Linked DNA regions of Cricetulus griseus: region 2 is linked to region 1. The links are chromatin contacts, called in public Hi-C maps. All regions are on one chromosome and are shown on one strand. Each heading gives the region's core, a stretch centred on a gene start, on an enhancer-like site or on the middle of the called end of the contact. The rest is flanking DNA. Distances are from core to core; before and after follow the strand shown.

Region 1 (6,669 bases), core at 1,805-4,304:
TCTAGATGACAAGGGCTAAAAATAAATTCCCTGACACTTTTTTTTTTCTGAAGAGAGACTGGTTTGTTTTCCATTGTCCATGTTGGTCACATAATATACTTTAAGGTCTTTATGAGAACACATACTATTACACAATTTGGAGCCGATGTAGGAAAATGTACCTCCCTTAGGGTCTTGTGAAGTGCTTCAGAAGAAAATCCAGGCCACTGTTCTATCCAGATCCAGCTAAGATGGAGAAAAACTGGCCAATTTTAACTACCAGGATACTGTACTTGGAAGGAAGACACAAAGAGGGACTGAGTGTAGATAGTGAATAGAATCTCCAAGGAGCATCAAGAAGTCACCTGTGTAATTTGCTCTTGATGCATACACAGAGTTGCTAGAGGGTACAGGGCAAATACCAGCATGGTCTAGAAGCCAAGAGTGGATTTCTAAATTCATAGCATTTCTAAAGCTACTTTCTATAATGACTTGTGTCTTAGGGCAATGAGTAGAAACAAGCTCCCCAGTTTCTCCTTGATTAGAAGCAAAGATGTTCCAATCTTTCAGTGATGCTTCCATATCTATTTATTTCTGGTTCTCAAAATAATGTTCATGTTAAGTGTTTTTTTTTTTTTTTTTTTTACTTCCCATCATGGAAGAAGAGGGTAGCATTCCTTCTTTTACCTACTCCCCCATATGAAGTCACTATCATCAAAGCTAATATCATGGCTATACATTCTATTAAGATCCAAGTCATGAAGTGATCCAACAGTTATCTTGCATAACTTTTAACTTCCCTTGAGTTTTATAAATGTCTTATTATTATTCATTTGCTAATATCTTTTTTAAAACAAGATTTATTTGCTTATTATATATACAGTGTTCTGCCTGTGTATATGTCTGCAGGCCAGAAGAGAGGATCAGTTCTTATTCTAGATAGATGTGAGTCACCATATGGTTTCTGGGAGTTGAACTCAGGACGTCTGGAAGAGCAGTCAGTGCTCTTAATCTCTGAGCCATCTCCAGCCCAACTGTTAATTTCTTTGCACATATATCTAGGACAACTTTAACTTTCCATCAGCTATCTAAACCTCATTGTAATGTGTTCAAAATGCAAGTGCTTTCTCAGTTACATTGACCTGAAGTCTTTCTTGGAGTCCTCTGACCAAATTGACGAATTCCAACTCCTTTTAATTTTATTCTATTCTTAATATCTCTTATTTTCACATATTATGCCTTGCTCTTTCATAAATATATATTTCATTTTAGTTGTAGCACATTTGTCAGTAGTTCCTTGAAAGACTTCGGAGTATTGAATTTCCTGAACTTTGCATGTTTGAAATGGTTCACATTCACTTCTACATATAGTTCCTAGTTTAGCAGGGTATAGCATTCTTGGTAGATTTTTTTTCTTTTTCTTTTGTAAAGTTGTTTGACTGTCTTTTGATTTCCAGCATGGATGTTGGAAATATTGAAGTCTTTCTAATTCACCATTTTTAAAGCTGTTATGTGGCCTATTTTGCTTTTGTCTCTCTAGAAATATTCAGCATCTTTGTCCCAAATTTATTAAAATTTCTCAATGATTTGTTTTTGTACAGTTTTGTCTTTACTCTCTGTTTTGGTATGAAAATTTGGGATAAATTTAATAAATGCATTTTATGATGCTTTTTTCTTTCTAGAATATTATTTTCTCACATTTAAAACAATTATCATACAATTATCACATTTAACTTAGCTGTTTCTTCAATTATATTCCCATATATTCTTTCAGTGTTTTGTTTCTTCTATGCTCTTCTTAATATCCAAGAGCCAATTTCTGATATCTGACATTTTTTGAAAACAACATCTGTTCTTATTTCAAAGATGAATATATTTGTTACTTTCCTAAGGATAAAATATCTACACATGTAATTAATTCTTTCTGTATTGTTATTTTACTGCTGTTATTTTCTCCCTCCAAAAGAAAGTTCTCATCCTACATCTAGTAACTACTGTTTATTTATATTTTCTAATTGGCAGAATGAAACATTCACTGGATTAGTTTAATGAACTTTGATAAGTGGCTTTGAGAACTCTGAGACAGATGAGGCATCACTGTAGAAAGATTTGACTTTGTATCTCCTCTTCAGGTCTCCTCATCTAATCTCCTGCACAAAGAATAAAAGTTTAGTGCTAGTATTCTAAGCCAATGTGGGGAAAGCATGCATGGATCTCTTTGTGTTGCAGTTTGTGATCTTATTTTCAAAGTGGTTACTTTGCTTGTACATATCTTGTGTCATGTTCACTTAAGTCTGGTCCTTTCTCAGATAGGAATTCTGACTATATTTCAATAGCCGCCAAACCCCATTCTATTCGCTACTCCTCCTTCTTCAAGAAAGTAGCATCTTCAATTCCTGAGATTTTTAAGATTTCTATGGAACAACTCAAGATGGTTCCCAGCATACCACTTGTTTGATCTATGAACAGTTCCTCAGATATATTACAGCTGTAAACATATAGCCAACTTTCTCAGATAACTGTTTATCTTCTTAGTTCAAACGCTTTCTGGATTACATCTATAAAATTAACTCTTAATGCAGTTTTAGTGTAAACTCAAGGTAGCTTAATTAGATAAATATGTTCATTTCATTATGTTTATCTTGAAGTTCTACAATACATTCTAGTATTTTATTTTTACTTATTTATTTTGCAGTTTGAAAGGCTCTATATTTTTATTACTGGACAAACCATTCCCAGCTTAAACATGACCAAGTCTCCAGGTTAAAAATGTTGAACTCCATCTGGCAGCATACATTGCTTTGACCATTGACCATGATTCAGTATAAACTCTCAAGTCTTGCTATTGATTGTGTGAATCCTTACAGGCCCAGCTTGGTTCTCCTCCAGTGTCTTCTCTTGGAGTTGTACCTGATTTTGTTACCGGTTTTCATCCCAATCCACTGAGGAATAGGACAATTTTGCTTTTGTTTCTTGGCCAGCAATTGTCTGATTCTGAAAGTCTTGTGAGAAGACATGGTGAGAAGCCAATTCAGACGTATGATGCATGATGGCAGAGGAAAGGCATAGAGAACATTCTAGTATTTTAGATAAAATTTATTATATTATATAAAATACATTTTTGATAATTATAGATGAAGTTGATTCATACAGCAAGGTTTTTTTTTTTTTTTTTTTTTTATGCCTTATGCCTTCTATTTTGCCAGGTACTTTGCCTTTGGTTTTTCTTTTTCTTTTTGTGGTGGAACATATGCAGTGACTAACCTCTCACCATAGATGGCACTATATGGACAATTTGTCTATCAGCTTTTTCTTGTTGCATTTCTTTCTCTCTACAGCATGCAGTCAGAGCAGCAGATACTCTCTAAACTCGCAATTGGGAAAGTGCTTGGACCTCGTGACTTCTCTTGCCAATCTCACAGGGATGTCTGTGCACAACAGGTATGGTTGGATGTGAAAGGTTTTTAACAAAATGATAGCTGAATCAAGCTGGTCCTTGATGTCCATCTTCTTCTATGACGGCATCTGATTGAGATGTCAATCGGAAGTCGTGTGTACATTTATAAATGAGTCTCCTAAATCTGTCATGTCAGGTCACAATTTGAGTTAAAAACAGTGCTGAAGAATTTATCCAATGATCTCAAAAAAGAAAAAAAATCCTAAGGAAATTTCAGGGACAAATTGCAAGACATCAAAACAGACCAGAAAAGGGATCCAGGATACTTGAGACTATGGGAAACCAGTCCTTAAGTGGTAATAGAATTTAGTGTACCCCATTACATTGTTCATGGTAAGCGACGGATCCATCAAAGCATATTCTTTTTAATGACCTTTGCTCTGGCAGAATTTCCTATTAAAGCTAGAAGTAAAAAGCATATCTGAAATAAATCCATAGACTTCAATCTTCTACTTAGAAGCTTATGAATATGGCTTTCAGTAAGACCACATAATGCAAGTGAATGTTTCTCATTTATAATGAAATTTCTGAGCACAGCAGGGAGTCCAATACTGTACCCCCATTATACTTTGCATGAGTGAGATGACCCTGTGATGGAGAAAATATATACTGCATGACTAAAAGCTAATCTCTGAGTAGAATCCATGGTGTATTAGTCAAGTACTCAGAGAGTCCTTTGGTCATCTCTTTCACACTCAATGTGCATTTTTTAATTGGCGTGCTCTGATGATTAATTTTAGTTTTTAAGACACAGTCTCTCTATGTAGCCCAGGCTGTCTTGGAACTTGCTGTGTAGATGCGGCTGGCCTTGAACTCACAAAGATCTGCCTGCTTCTGCCTAAGTACTAGGGTTAAAGCATGCCTCGCCATACCTGGCTTCTTTAATTTTAATTTTTAATTTTCATTATCAACTACCTGGGGCTCAGAATCACCTAGAACAGAGCTCTGAGTGTCCCCAGTGTGACTAGTTGCTTCATGTTCCCGTCACCACAGATCAGGCCGTTAGGGCCACCACCATGATAAAGTAGACAATTAAACTGCATGCTAAAACAAACCCTACCTTATGTTGCCCTTGTCAGGCCTTTTATCACAAAAATGAGAAAAATTACCAAAACAGAAAATAAGTACCAGGACTGGAGTGATTGTTGTGATCAATCTGACCATGTGATTTGTAGGAGGAACATAGAATTTGGACTGTAGAGTGGAGAATGTTGTTAACAGAGCATAACACACTGGTGGGAGTGTGGAAGACCAGAGTGCTGAGAGTGGTGAAGTAAAGACTGCACTCGTGAGTTTTCTAAGTTGAATTAGGACTATAGCCGAGAGTGGGCTAGAGGACACATTTACTTTGTCCTTGTGAAAAGTCCATATAGTTACAGGCTCCCCATGCCCTGAAAACTTAAGTAAAGTCAGATTCAATGGCCATGAACTAAACCTTTTTCAGAAAGGAAAATTTAAGACAATATAATATCCAAGGTGTGCATGATAAATGCCACTCTTCTTAGCTCAGAGGGAGAGGGACAGGGAGAGGGAACAGAAAGATATGAAAAACGAGCAATTCAGCTCGGACAGGATTAACAGCAAGCCAAAAGTTTGACAAGGTAGGTGGGGAGAAGGTAACTATAATTCTTAAAGAGGTCATCACCTTGAAAGAGAACCCTGGAGTTCCATCCTGACCTCTAAGCATGGTGCTCTGAGATCAAGACTACCCACCAAAGACACCTGAAGGGGAAGAGATAGAAACAGGAACATGACATTTCATGTTCTCTACTCAAAATCAACCATTTATAGACCTCCCCCCATCCCCGTGTCCCCATATTTGGCTGCCAAAATGTACAGAGAGCATGATAGCTGCAGCAGAGCCACACAGTACTTCAAACTGGCAATGGGCCTCTGCTCAGTGGTCCACATGGTGCTGACATTGCAGGCATGTGAGAGATACAAGAAGGAAGGGGTCATGGAGACTTGACCACGATTCCTGAATGCCAGTGAGGTCAAGCAATAATGCGGCAGGATTGGATTTCCTGAAAGAAGGCCCTGGGATGCCATTATATGAACCTGTGAAGGTGAGACCTATGGGGCAATAGAGATCCCAGGATGTTGGGACGATAGAACTGTTGATGTCTGCCTAAGGAAAATTGCAGATGCACAGTAGATACAATCCAAGTGATAATAGGTGAGCTGTAGGCAGTAGAACTGGAGAGGCACATTCAGGTAAGGCTGTTGGAGCCCATATAATGCCACCAAAATCCCAGATATAGAATATGAAGCTGAAGGATTTGCAGGATTTGGTGATTTCTCTACTGGGTTTCAGTCATCCTTTGGTCTCTTCTTTCCTTTAGGATGAGAATTTTTATCTGTACCATTGCATATTGAAAGTATGTAAGTAAACATTTTTATAAGAGTTTATAATTAAGAGGTTTCTTGAGTCTTAGGAGAGGCTTTGTATTCTCTCTCTCTCTCTCTCTCTCTCTCTCTCTCTCTCTCTCTCTCTCTGTGTGTGTGTGTGTGTTTGTGTGTTTGTGCTTTTTTGAGACAAGGTCTCTCTCTGTAGCTGTCCTGGAACTCACTATGTGGACCAGGCTAGCCTCAACTCAGAGATCCACTTGCTTCTGCCTCCCAAATGCCGGAATTAAAGGTATGAACCAGCATACCTGGCTGACTTTGGACTTTTAAACAGTGTTGAAACTGTTAAAGACCATGGGAACTTTTGAAATTGAGCTGAATTCATTTTGCTTTATCAGATGGACATGAGTCCTGGAGGACGTGGAGTGGAGTATTAGGATTTAAAGGGGATGTGACTGGGTGTCAAGTTGAAAAGGGAAGAAGTTGTGATGATTAACCATCATTTTCAACTTTACTGGTTTTAAAAATCACTTAGGAAACTCAGATCTGGCTGTGTGAGAGTATTTACATGGAAGTTTAACTAAGGAAGTCTGAACATGGGTGGCATCATTCCATGGTATAAAATTCTGTAGTGAACAAAGGGAAGAGGAGAAAGGCAGCCAAGCCCAGCATTCATCTTTTTCATTTGTGACTTTGGGTGCACTGTGGGCAACTGCCTCATGCTCCTGCCACCCCAGCCGGAATCACCAAAGCTGTCCTCATTGCCATGCCTTTCTCACCATGATGGAGAGTTGGAGAGTATCCTGAAGCTGTAAGCTAAAAAACAAACCTTCCTTCTAATTCACTTCCGCAATGGGAGAAGTAACTAATACAGATGCTTATCCAGG
Region 2 (6,256 bases), core at 2,463-4,962, 490 kb after region 1:
GTACTGCAAAGCATCGGCAGACCCCACCCAGGCCCTGCTCTTAGCCACTTGATACCTATTGTCATCTGTTGTCATATGTTGGTGCCTTTGGCAGTGACAATCATACTTAGGACATCCGAGACCTCACCAGGACTTTAGTAAAGAGCCTCCAAGGGTGACACCTCCCATTCCCTATGGTGGCCGGCAAAACAGGACTAGTGATTATGGTGTGTAGCACTTCACCATCCTAAATAGCCCCCGAGCATCATTTTCTGTTCTTACTATGTACTGTGCTGTCTAATAGGAGAGTAAAAATCTATAGGAGTTGCCACACTCCCTCTTTAAAGCAGGATTCCACTGTTTTCACAGTAAAGCAGGTGTACAAGGGGCCTCTAAGTTGTTTGAAGCATTTATTTTTCTTCTAGACAAGTATATGGGATGTTCCCTTGGGGTAGAAACAGGGAATGTTTTCCCCAAGACAGTGCAAAAGTTAAAAGAGAGAAACTTCCATAGCTCTGTGACACAGAATCAAACCAGAGACCTTCTCAAACCCAGGGGAGGGAGGGAGGGAAGGAGGGAGGGAGGGAGAGAGGAGGGAGGGAGGGTAGAATTATTCACTCATTGCCTATCAATAGTTCAAAAGAAATGCAAAAATATGAGTTATTCATTCCAATCTGAGTATTGATGATGCTTCAGTCAATAACCTCCTCTGGGGTTATTTATCTCATAAAACTGCCACTATAGTGTTTCCAATTCCTAGAAGACAAATTTCTCAAAATGTAAGCACAGGGATAAAATTAAATTCACAAGTCAGGGAACATTTACATCGGCTAGGCAGTCACAGTGACAGTTCATTCACAAACCTCCCCCCTGGTCACATACAGTGTTGTTTCTAAGACCAGCAGCAGCAACCACTATTGTCTACTGCCCAGTGAGAAAAAAGCACTCTCCAGCCCTTCCCAAGAGCTGATGAGACACAGAATAGACCCAGCAATCCCAGGACTACCAGGCCTTCTAGATGTTTCTGATAGGAAAAGTGGGGAGAGTGTTGATCACAGAGGCTTCCCACAAACTATTTCACCAAATGTATAGGAAATGTAGCCCTACCAGTTTTGTACAAAAGACAACAAAGGTTCAATGTGTTTATTGGTCTAAAGTCACCGTGGTGACAGATGAGAGAACCCAGACCCTGGATTCAAGATTTTGTTTGCTTTGTCTTGAAAGCACAGCTTCATATAAATGCATTAGAAACAGCCAACCAGATCAAACTGGCTTGGTTCTGAAAGAGGGAATACAACCTAGAAAGACTAGAGAGGGGGATGCATGGGGGTCTACAAACGATACTAAGGAAGTCTGGATGCCTCCTACTGCACAGATCACAGGGAGGAAGAGAGCCAGAGTGCCTGCAGGGCACTCCTCTGAAGTGCAGTTAACTCATCCTCTGGGTGCAGTCTGTTTTCTCTTTAAGAAGACTCTAACTCTCCGAAGTGCCTGCCTCTTTTGCACAAGTCTTCCCAGAAACTCACCGCTGCAGTGATGGTAGGATGCTTCCCACCTCTCCCTTCTCCTAGCACTGACTAGTGGCTCCTCCATTACTCCCAGGGCATCAATTTCTTCAATTTGTCTCATCTGTGTTTTGATGGTTTTGGTCTCTTCTATTTAGTGTACCCAGTCTGTAACAGGAGAGCTTTTACCTACTTTCTCCATCATCCCAAAATGTAGTTAGACAGGCACTGCTAAATGAGCATGAAATGTTTGTTACATAAATACATGCAACACAAATCACCCACCTGGTTATCTATATCCTTCATTCTCAATATCTTATTTTCTCACAAACCAGAATTCATTGAGAGTTATTTAATATATAGCTTAAAAACCATGAGTGTAAAGAATCCATAGGCTATGACTGAAATTGCTCCCCCTTTTTTACTCTAAGGCTGCTCTCCTCTCTCTCTCTTCTCTCTTTACCATCCCCTCTTTCTCTGACCCACCATTTTATTAGCTCTTAAGTGTGTCTAGATGGGCAAGAACATTTTACTTGTTGGACTGTACTCTCCTTTTATTTTCTTGACGTAAAACAATCCATCTGTGTCTGGATTTATTGTTTAGATTCTATTCCATTTATAACAGCATCCGGCCACATTGGACTGGGACAGAATGGAGAAACATGCAAAGCCCTTCGTAAAGAGAGCATGTTTACATCCTTGCCTACATCATTTAATAATTGTCATGAGATTTCAAGGAGGCTGTGGCTCGTCCTGCAAGTTCAGTTTGCGATTCCAGTTGGACAAAATATAGGCACAGATGCACTCAGCTAAGTAATTGGATTCACTACCTGGAATATTTAAATTGTTTTCAGACACTGAAAATTGGCTTAAGAAGATTAAAGTAAAATACCCAGGAGGATAACAGGCTGTAATTTACGAGGTGGGAAATCTTCTCAGTGAGAAGACCAGTTCATTCTCCTATAGCTGCCCCTGATGAGAGATGTATTCATAATCAGGACTTGAATTTCTTTAGATCTTAACATCTCAGGTTTATTCAGGTGAGTTGTTCTTACCAGACCCTTTGGATGACACCCAGGAAGCTAAATTGATAGTATAATGTGCATCCCATTCTCGTTTTCATTAAGAATTCTCTAAGTGTTCTGACGGCAAGTAGGGTAGAGGAAAGGGAGAGGTCATGGGATCTAGAGTGTAGGAGAAGCAGTGGAGTCTCAAGGCTGGGCAGACTCTGTCCTACACAGCTAAGGGTGCAAGTAGATGAGAGGGTGAAGTTGGGCGTCTATATCCAAGTGAAAACTTAAGCAAGCTCCTTTCTCAAAACCTAGCCCTCTCTGCAGGCCCATTCTGTGCTCCTCAGCCCTAACAGCCCCTCATTTGCTCACTAATACGCCTCTAGTGTGCCCTCTCCAGCCCTTCCCGAGGCCCCTCACTCCGGAGCCAGCCGCTAAAGTTTGGCATCAACGACCACCTGTCGGCTATACCGCTGTGTCTTCTGCCGCGTGGCCATCATAAAAATGCTCAGGGGTTATCGGTAATTACAAGATTTTGGACCTGGGTGGTAGTTAGGTATTCCTTCTGGAAAGAGGGCAAAAGAGGTAACAGAGCTCTTTAGCCAGCCAAGAGGGGTGCGCCTAGTTCTTTCCAGCGCTATCCAGCTGGTCCTAACTTCATGCTCTTTCCAAACTCGCGGGACCCGACACTGGGTATAACCTGTCCCTCCAGCTCTACTGGCCTCAAAGTCTTAAATCCCTCTGGAGGCACTGGCCAGACTCAGCAAGGATGTCAACTCCAAAGCCCCTAGGAGGAGGAGAGCGCGCGCGAAGCTGTCACCCTCAGCCACCCAGCCCGGCAGCTGGCAACCTGTGCGCCCCGGGCTGCCCGCGCCCGTTCCAGCGCCCCATTGCATAACGAGCCCCTCGCCCCACCCCCACGCAACCCGCCCTCGGGTGCCCGGCCCGCTCCCCACCGCGCCGCCCCTCACTTACATCATCCCACTTGACGAATTTGGTGCCCTTCTTGAGGCTGTCGGACACGCACACAGGCTTGAGTTGCAAGGCGTGCACTCCGGGCTGAGCCCCAGCCATCTGGGCTCATTGGGGTTCCGGGCAGCCCGGGCGAGCGCGGCGGGGATGGGGCGCGGAGCTCCACGCACGGGCGGGCTCGGCTCTCTGCTCAGCAGGCTCTGGGCTCCGCTGCCAGCCGGCCTCCCGGCCTCTTGGCCTCCGCACCTCTGGCCCGCACCGCTCAGTAAGCGGGACACGCGAGGGCGCAGCAGCCGGCCATGCCCCAGGCGGGACGCAGGGTCGAGAGCCCGCGGTGGCTGTGGTGCCTCGGAAGACGCGAAGAAGCAGAGCCGGGTAGTGCGAGCCGCCCACCGCCGGATCCTGCTTGGCCGCCGCCTCGAAGCGCACCATTCAGCACATCCTCTGTGCCCAGAGGGAGCGCGCGATTGACACGCTCCGGTCCCCTCCTCCCTCCGCTCCTCCCGCCCCTGCTCCGCCACCCTCGCTCGCGGTCCTCCTCCCCCAGCTCCCTGCCCAACTTTGAGCGCTGGGTCAGCAGCGGGAAGCGGGGACGCAGCGGCACCTCCCGGCTCCCGGGCCCCACTGCAGCCGACGCCTGCGCCACGCGCCCTCTGAGCATGCCCCGTGCCTTTGCCAGCACTGATGTTCCCGGGGCTTTTCGGGGAACCTGGGCGCGAGCCTGGGTGGTGCCTTATCAGATCCTAAACATATAACAAAAGAAAAGAAGGACGTTGGAGAGAAATGAGGAGAGAGCCCTCGGCTTTTCTTCTCGCTGGGGCTCTCCAGTCTTTTGGAAGAGAGGGTTACTATTTATGTAGAGGAGAAGCTGTTTAGAGGTTTAGAGCGAGAACTCCATAGAAACCTCGCCCCGCCAGAAAGTTGGCAACGTGCTAGTCTGGATTGCCCGAAAACAGTGTTTTGAAAATTAAAAGTTCATCTGGGGACAAACACAGCTTTTATTTCCCAAGGAAGATGAAAGGTGTGGGGCGCCGGGAGGCATGGCGGGGGGGGGTGTCATACATATAGAAACACAGGTGTCTGAGTGTGTGTCTTCACTCCCAATGTTGATAATGTCAAGTGTTTGGGAGGGTGGGGAACAACTGGAACCTTCATCCATCACAGGGGTAGAGGGTGGGGCATAAAGTGATAAACCCACTTTAGAAAGTGATTTCTTATAAACGTTTACTTATTACACAATCTAGAAATTCTACTTCTAAGTTTTTGCTCAAGAGAACCGAAAACACACTCACACAGACTTGGCCAGCAACGTTAAAGGCAACTGACTAGAGAAACAAACTTCAGTGTGTACATGTGTTCCCTAAACTAGAATACTATCCCATGATGAGAAGGGACAGACGCTCAAGAACATACCCATGAGTGTACAAAGTTTAAGCTTAGTGAGCCAAGCCAGGCAAGAGTGAACAACAGGATGAAGAATAGGCAAGGTATTCTGTGGTGACAGAAAGTAGATCAGGTAGGTGCCTGTGGCCAGGGGTGGGCAAAGATTGGCATAAAAGACAAACAGGGACCTTTTGAGAATGATGGAAACATTCTGTGTCTGTGTTTACATTTGTCAAACCTCATGGGGCAAGACACAGAAAATGAGCGAATTTTATTACAATACAGATTACCATAAAGGCCAATTTTAGAAAAGAAGAAACAATATGAAGAAGCTCTGGTGATGTGGTTAGGAAGTCACAGCACTTGCCAGCAAGCCTGATGGCTGGAGTTCTATCCCCAACTCCACATGGTAGAAGGAGAGAAGTGATTTCCCAAAGTTGCCCTCTGACCTACACACCTATACCATGGTACACTAGAAACATCATCGTCAATCTTTTTTCTCTGTGTGCTCAGTTCCTAGTTCTCTGTGGGCCAAAGCTTATAAACCCATTCAAAAGACTACCAAATATACCTGAAAGGATAAGGAGGGCGCATCCCAGTGCTAGATGGCTTGCCTGATACATGGAGAATCCTGGTATGAATTCCAAGTACCACTTAAATATATGTAGACAGACAGACAGATGACAAATTGATTATGATAGATAAGATAGATCACCAGCGATGTTCTTGGAACTATCATAATTGAGATCCCTAATTCCTGTCATCATTGGAGGCCTTGTCTTGTTCTTGGAGAGCACGAGTGCGCACACACACACACATACACACACACACACACACACACACACACACACACACACACACACACACACACAAATGCATTAGAAGACCGTCTTGTTTCATTCTGCTCCTGCATTGTCAAAGTACAACAGGAACCTGATGCCCGTAGGCCTTCAAAGCAATGGCCTTGACCCACTAGTTACCTCACAGGAGGCAACGCTCTCATGTTCACATTGCTCTTTATTGTGAAAGACTGCAATAAGTCTCTGCTGCCAGGACCCCAGACTTTCTCAGTTATCCTTACAACACCCCCTACTGTGTTGTTCTGCTCCAGGCTGGTCTTTCCTTTTCTTGTTTCTCCATCAATTATTTCATCACCCACTGAAATAATTATTGAGCAGAAAGCTTTACCCGTTGGAGTGCCTTAGGAAGTCAAGACTGACCTTGGCTATTCCATAAAATGGACTCTAGAGGAACCTCAGGCCAACACACTGAACTGAACACTTCTCAGACACTCCATAATGGAATCCTTTCTGTCAGCGTCTCTACCCATTCCATCTTAAAAGCAAACCCTAAATTGTTTAGCTGGCAACCACACTTAGTGAATGAATTATGAAACCAATTATAATA

The links. A called contact is a pair of places that touch in the nucleus more often than the background predicts.
Region 2: a Hi-C map of fibroblasts shows a contact between it and region 1, with 5 times the contacts expected there. The contact joins the promoter of Plcb1 here to the promoter of LOC100771536 in region 1. A contact is called at or near these places in 2 of 8 Hi-C or Micro-C datasets (the CHO-K1 cell line and fibroblasts).

What each region holds. Positions count from the first base shown.
Region 1 is chr6:43,358,811-43,365,479 of CriGri-PICRH-1.0, forward strand. It overlaps LOC100771536 (60S ribosomal protein L39-like), which reads right to left and starts at 3,055. Exons shown (of 1, transcript XM_035446910.1): 1 at 2,668-3,055. The coding sequence starts at 2,996. The coding sequence ends at 2,841. All of the region lies in intron 8 of Plcb1 (1-phosphatidylinositol 4,5-bisphosphate phosphodiesterase beta-1), which reads right to left.
Region 2 is chr6:43,853,119-43,859,374 of CriGri-PICRH-1.0, forward strand. It overlaps Plcb1 (1-phosphatidylinositol 4,5-bisphosphate phosphodiesterase beta-1), which reads right to left and starts at 3,713. Exons shown (of 31, transcript XM_035446906.1): 1 at 3,470-3,713. The coding sequence starts at 3,568.